Linked DNA regions of Mus musculus: region 1 is linked to region 2. Evidence: chromatin contacts called from public promoter capture Hi-C data. All regions are on one chromosome and are shown on one strand. Each heading gives the region's core, a stretch centred on a gene start, on an enhancer-like site or on the middle of the called end of the contact. The rest is flanking DNA. Distances are from core to core; before and after follow the strand shown.

Region 1 (3,601 bases), core at 566-3,065, 410 kb before region 2:
GCAGTACAATACAATACAATACGGCAGGGCACACTGTGCACTTACATCTGTAACACTGGGGAGATAGAAACAGGGGGATCCCTGGGGCTTCGTGGCAAACACTGGGTTTACTGGAGACACTGTTTCAAAAAATAACACAACACGTAGAGCAATTGAGAAAGAGGTGCAAGGCTTTTCACCTGCATACAAGGGCACACTCCCATACAGGTGCGCACACACAAACCCATGTTCACACACACAACTGGTAAGGACTATTGCTTGACAAAAAGGCTTGTCAGAGCTCTTGTGATTGCAGTGCACCCAGAGTTACGTTAAGTCCCTCTGAGCATCCCTAGAGCTGTTTGCTTACCAGTACTGCCCCCTAGAGGCCTGGGGGTTTTCAGCTGTGTGCTTTGACTGACTGTACCATCTGTAGATCTAACTTGTCGACCGACACAGTTGCTCCGGGTTATCCCGGAGTGGGATGGGTGTTTTGTTTTTATTTTGAGCTTGACTCAGATTTTTTTGGCTTTATCTCAGGACTCGGAAGCAGCTATCAAACCCCCCAAAGAACCCTTGTGATGAGCCAAGCGGAAGTGTGAGCAGCAGCGGACCCAACAGCAGCAGCGGGGCAGCTGTGGCTTCTTGTCCCCAACCTTGGGTAGTGTTATCAGTACATGAGCTATGAATTGCTTGATAAGTATTCTTACTCATTGTCTTCTTCCTTCCTGATGTTCAGAGAAACTGAACTCTGTTCCAGCTGCCAACTGCTCTCAAAATGTCTTTTAGCCTTAGTGCCCAGCCAGTCTTCAACAAGTGTTTAACCTCTGGGCCTCTCATCTTCTTCTGTATAACTCTAAGATCCAGCTTCATAAACGCCATGTGATTTAGGACCCGGGCAGTGCTCAGTTCCTTGAGGTCTCATGACTTTGTGGATAGCTAAATTCCCTTCATGGCGCTTGACAGGCTATAGAGAATTAGATTGCACATTTAATTAATCTCATTTAAATCATAACAGGGGAGAAATGGTTTCTGCATGTGTGTCTCTTTTAAATAAAAAAAATTTAATTTTAAAAAAATCAAAATTCCATGCTGCAGTAGCAAGCAGCTTGTTGGCTCTGAACTTCATTCAGAAGCCAGGGCTGCTGAGCTGTGTGTCCCGTCCCCCCCAGCTGTCATAACTGCCGTCCACACCAACTGCCGCTGCACACGTCAGAGAGAGCTGGGGAGAACCCAGTTCCCAAACCCGGAGGAGAAGCAGCAAAAACAAATCTGCTCCTATCAGCTGCCGTCCACCGCAGCCAGAGCCCTGGAGCTTGGGCGCTTCTTTCTAGCAGAGAGGCACATGGTTGGAAGATTTGCAGTGTGCATCTTGGCTGGAGCTAGAAATAAGGAGCCTATGCCCTCACACAGCAGGCCGCTATATTGACTCTGCAATACGTCATTGCAGAAAGACCACTGAGGAGGAGGAGACTAAGGGTGACGAGTGTTGTGAAGAATGGAAAGGGAGAGAAAACAGCTCCTGAGAGTCACCCTCATCCCCAACATCACTGTCCCTATCCCCTGATTGACTCCACTCACTAAACCTCCCTACCCTTCCCTTGATGAGAAAGATAGGTACAGATTTTTTTTTTTTCTATGCTCTTTACTGTTGAGTTCTAGGTCCTCCCTGTGGAGGGCTCCTTTCTGAACTACACAGAAGTCCAAACCTTGGGGCAGTCCTTCACCCGGTCACTTACTGATAAGGAAAGACTTTGCCGGCCTGGGTCCTGTGCCCAGAGCATGGCCTACTTCTGTTCTTCCTCTTTCTGTTTGATTTCTTTTAATACCTAACCTGTCTGGCCTGAGTGCAGGCCAGTCGGCTCTGCTCAGCCTGCATTGCAAGTGTGCCGTGAGTCTGAACCATGCAAACAATGACAAAAATGGTTTGTTGAGTAAAGAGAAGTGCTGTTGTGCTTATCTGGGCCTCTCTCAGCACTCTGCCTTCTGAGCTGCCACCTATGAAAGAACAGCTTGGGGATCCCTGCAAGATAGTAGTTACCCATACTCACTAGCGGTCGTAATTACCTGGGACTTGATAGCATGCTTAAATGAATTATATATAGACACATACACACACATACACACAAACAGCGGTAGCCCAAACCCACATATATGGCCTGGCTGATGGGCAAGTACTGGTGATACCTAAGGACACTTGTATAATTTGCAGCAAAACAGGACCCTCTATGGATCCAAGATTCTTTTTTTTTTAAAGATTTATTTATTATTATATCTAAGTACACTGTACTAAGATCACGGACTACTCTTCCAAGGACTGGGGCTTGATTTCTTGCACCCATTTGCTGGCTTATAGCCAGCCATCTGTAACTCCAGTTCCAGGGGATCCAGTGCCCTCTTCTGGTCTCCATGGGCATCAGGCATACACACATACACAGATAGATATACATGCAGCCACAACACCTGTACACATACATGGTAAAACTGTAAAAAGGAAAATGTACGTTTAGCTGGAGACAGTTGACAAGGCGTTTCTTTCCAGCTTCACCTTCTGTGTGGGTGAGCTCGACTACGGTTGAAGGTTTATCAAGGTGGCTTCTAGATCACAGCAGTTATCCTCTGAACCCTTTGCTTTTCTGTTCTGCAGTTTGTGGTCCTAGAGAAACACCAAGACCCCAAGAATGGGAGTCTGCCTGCGGATGGTACGAATGGTGCAGTAGTAGATGCTGGCCTGTCTCCCTCCCTGCAGCTCGGTGAGTCGGTATTTTACCTTGATCAAAAGTGTTTTCCAGCCGGGTGGTGGTGCCAGTGCACACCTTTAAACCCAGCACTTGGGAGGCAGAGGCAGGTGGATTTCTGAGTTTGAGGCCAGCCTGGTCTACAGTGTGAGTTCCAGGACAGCCAGGGCTATACAGAGAAACCCTGTCTCAAGGAAAAAAAAAAAAAAAGTGTTTTCCACTGAGAAATGTCATCTAGTCACAAAAGGCCATTGGCCTTGTCTAAGCTGAGTGAGCCCTGGGAGGCACTGACACCACGAGAGAAACACATTTGATTGCATCTCCTCTTCTCTTAGCCCCTGAGCTGCTTAGGACTGCAGGCTATCCCTAGTGTTGGTTCTCAGTCGTTGCTTCGAGTGTAGCTCCCCCGGGGATGGAAATAGCTCTCCCCAAACAGGTTCCGTGGCCTGGAGGGAGTGTTCTTATTGATGAAAGTTGATCTGGCTTTGTTCTAGGGATTTCAGCATATTCTAGTCTTACCGGGAGCTAACCCTCAGCCAGGCTCTAGGCTGAGAAGTCCAGTCAGACCACTAAGGGACCATAGATCCGAGCCAAGTTCTCAAGCTCCCCTGGAGCGTACTCTGCGTCCTTTGCTGTGGTCCCTCTGCCAGGACTTGTACTGTGATCTGTCCCTTGGGTTTGGAGCTCAGATATCATTATCCTCCTTACAGCCCAGAGGGCAGCACTGAACATGCTTTGTGTCCTAAGCCATTGGGAAGGCAAAGGAAATCTTTGAGCCAATAAAAACAGGTTCCCTGCTAGTGCCAGGAGCCGGCTAAGTGTCAGTGCTACTTGTATTTCCTGATAGTTCCCATCACACACACCGCCATAATACCCTCTTCCGG
Region 2 (3,358 bases), core at 112-2,611:
ATAAGCACGTTATTATAAGTTTTGAATATATCAAAATAATTTCTATATGATCTAATATTAGGTTTACACTTGTTAAGTCGAAGCAGACGATCTCATCTAAGTTTTTCAAGCCATTTAAGATATACTTGAATTCTTACTGTAGTTTTAGCTACTTTGATAAAGACATAGAACGCTTCTGCACTTCCTGTGATATTGGGCCCTTGAGATGAACACAATTTGTTGCAGCATTGGTAGTGTCTATATAAGTATTTGCAGTTTTTATTCGTTGCATTTGTTGCTAACTCCCAAGTACTTCTCTTAGTTTTTAGTTTATAAGACTCAAACAAGAATAATAATGCAGAAATTATAGTCCATTTAAAAAACTATGACTTGCAATTAGCAGCTGTTCATGGGACTCGTAGACTCTCACTGCAGCAACAAACACATTTTGCCTTTTAAAAATTCCCATCTTCCTCTTACAACACCAGTATGTATACTCTTCAGAAACTGGGTGGTAGTAGTGTTTAAGTAATCTATAAAATGGAATTGGTCAGAAATAACTTCTGCCATCAGATCGGTGTCTATTCTTGAGTCGTTTCTCTATGAATGCTTATTAGACACATGTGGAATCACGCTAGCCACATGTTTTTATGTTTTACTCTTTTCATAGCATATTGCTACTGAATAAAAGAATTTTACGGTTTCTGGTAAATGGCGCTTTACAGTAACTGCCCATTTCCCAGGAAGCTCCCGTACTTAGTGTTGTTCTTAAATATCCTCATTATCATTTTCTTTCTTCATTTTTAATTTGAAATTTATTTTACTTTATATGTATGCGTGTTTGGTCTGCATATATATATGTGTGTGTGTGTACCATATGCATGTCTGATACCTAGAGAGGCCAGAAGAAGGCATCAGATCCTCTGAAACTGGCATCACAGATAGTTGTAAGCCACCATGAAGGTGCTCAGAATTGCACCCTGGTCTTCTAGAAGAGCAACAAGTGTTCTTAACTGTCGAGCTATCTCTCTAACCCCCAATACCTCATTTTAAATTGTAATTCTTCCCTCTAGTGAGTAATGTAGGGCACACATTATGCGCTAGGCTTGATCTTTGGTATTGGGGCTGCAATGAGGAAGACAAACAGACCCAACTTTCTGCTTTTGCAGAACTTAATGTGTTGGTGAGAGCAATGTTATTATAGCAAGAGTTACACAGATGCATGCATGAAACCTTAGTCATTACCCAGGAAAGAGGCTCAGGGGACAGCAAAATAATGCAACTAAGGGGAAACTAAGCAACCTGAAAGAAGTTGGCGGCAAGGTCTCCCTAAGGAAGTTCAGGCTGAACTGAAGGAAGGGCAGGAATGAGCTGGGTAAACAAAACCTTGAGGATCTTGGCTGAAGCTACCAGGAAAGAAAGGGATAAAGGTCAAAAGGGATAGAGTCGTGTTAAAGTTTGACTTTTAGTCCAAGAACAATGATAACTCAGTCACTAGAAGTTTGAAACAAAGTGAAATGATGGGTTTATTCTGAAAAAGCATGCTTGGGTCGGCGATAGGGAAGTGTAGGCACCAGGGAGACCAGAGTGGAGTTCAGAAACACAATCAGCTTCTTTAATAGGCCCAGCAAAAGGCAATGGTCAACTGGCAGCAAAAGACAGTGAGACCTATACCATGGAACAATAGTAAAGATGAAAGATTCACAGGCATGGAGGGGCATGGAAGTAGGAGAGGAAAGAGGTGACCAGGGCAAGCCTGGGTTTGTAGCAGGGTTCAGCTTGCTAAGCATTCATTTATCTATATATCTGTCTGTCTGTCTGTCTGTCTGTCTGTCTATCTATCTATCTATCTATCTATCTATCTATCTATCTATCTATCTATCTATCTATCTCCTTCCTCCCTCCCTCCCTCTCCCCCTCCCTCCCTTCCTTTTTTTTTTTTGTTTTTTTTTGTTTTTTTTTTTTCAAGACAGAGTTTCTCTGTATATCCTTAGCTGTCCTAGGACTCACCATGAAGACAAGGCCTGCCTTGAACTCACAGAGATCTGCCTGCCTCTGCCTCCCAAATGCTGGGATGAAAGGCGTGAGCCACCACCACCATCTTTTTTCTTTTAAGGGTATGAGGGGAGTTGTTTTTGTTGTTGTTGTTTACTGCTTTTCGTTTTTCAAGACAGGGTTTCTCTGTATAGCCCTGGCTGTCCTGGAACTCACTTTGTAGACCAGACTGGCTTCAAACTCAGAAATCCACCTGCCTCTGCCTCCCAAGTGCTGGGATTAAAGGCATGCGCCATCACCGTTTTGTTTGTTTTGTTTTTTGTTTTTTTGTTTTTGTTTTTTTTAAAGAAAAATATGGCCTCTTGTCTGATTCCACTTAAAAAATTTGAGTAAACTGAAAATCAAAAAAAAAAAAAAAAGCCAGCTAGATTTATTGATATAAAAGCCATTAGTAACTCTAGAAAGAGCTATTTAGGACATGATGGTCAAAGCTTTCAAGAGCCAGTTCCTTTTTTCCACTGTGTGTGAGCGCCTGACTCACCAGCAATAGGATCCTTCTGCACACGTTTATTGGGAGAGCTCAATTACAGAGGCGAAAAGACCCTGAGCCAAGAAATGGCGCTGCTTATATAGGCCTAGGAGTGACATGTCCATACCTGATTGGTTATGCTACCAGTACCTCATTAATATGCATCGGGCCAGGCAGTGACTCGGCAAAAAACTCTTATGCACATGCGCACATTGGTTGTTTACCCATAATCATGGGCGGTGGCCAGTGGTAGCCAGCGCCATCTTGTAGTGGCGTTTGCTGCTTCCCACAACTGTGGAATTTTAGGATTGGACTCAGGGCATCAGGTTTGCATGACTTGAGGTTTTTTATTCCCTGAGACATCTTATATCTTCCTACTGTGTCTAGTTTCCTTTGAAAGCTACTTTACACACACACACACACACACACACACACACACACACACACACACACTCTTGTATACACACACACTCACATGTACAGTCATACACACATGAGTGTACCACCTGTGCACATGCATACACACGCATACACACACTTGTGCAAACACACACACACACACACGAGTGCGCACACCTATGCACATGCACACGTATTCACATGCACATACATACACACTCACATACATACACACACAAGTGTACAGAGCTGGACACTCATACATGCACACATGTGCACACATGAGTGCGCACACACACACTCGCACACAAACACACACCTTTGTCATCTAGTAAAAGATTTCATGCTTGAAAACGAATATTCTGATTTATTCTCCTCCATTTCTCTACAGATTTACAATCAATGACAGATACCTTGGCCGGATCGTCACCATAGCTGAGCCCTTCAACACTGAAC

Evidence for each region. Capture Hi-C pulls out chosen DNA fragments and counts their contacts.
Region 1: a promoter capture Hi-C map of liver shows a contact between it and region 2. The contact joins two enhancer-like sites. A contact is called at or near these places in 1 of 39 promoter capture datasets (neural stem cells), 1 of 15 datasets of contacts at CTCF or cohesin (the NIH/3T3 cell line), 4 of 484 Hi-C or Micro-C datasets (the Patski cell line, bone marrow-derived macrophages, embryonic fibroblasts and 1 more), 1 of 115 datasets of contacts at active chromatin or transcription factors (embryonic basal ganglia) and 3 of 9 other capture datasets (adipose tissue, embryonic stem cells and liver).

Annotation. Positions count from the first base shown.
Region 1 is chr3:129,680,230-129,683,830 of GRCm38.p6, reverse strand. Egf (epidermal growth factor) reads left to right here. Exons shown (of 24, transcript NM_010113.4): 22 at 520-640; 23 at 2,627-2,732. Among named protein-coding and RNA genes, the nearest start is that of 6330410L21Rik, 72 kb to the left of the region's middle. Within about 2 kb of position 1,815, at least 17 of the 459 cell types and tissues checked have an H3K27ac peak or open chromatin away from gene starts, as enhancers often do. A contact at or near this core is called in liver, where this site is marked.
Region 2 is chr3:129,271,359-129,274,716 of GRCm38.p6, reverse strand. It overlaps Enpep (glutamyl aminopeptidase), which reads left to right. Exons shown (of 20, transcript NM_007934.3): 19 at 3,294-3,358. Among named protein-coding and RNA genes, the nearest start is that of Enpep, 60 kb to the left of the region's middle. Within about 2 kb of position 1,361, at least 10 of the 459 cell types and tissues checked have an H3K27ac peak or open chromatin away from gene starts, as enhancers often do. A contact at or near this core is called in liver, where this site is marked.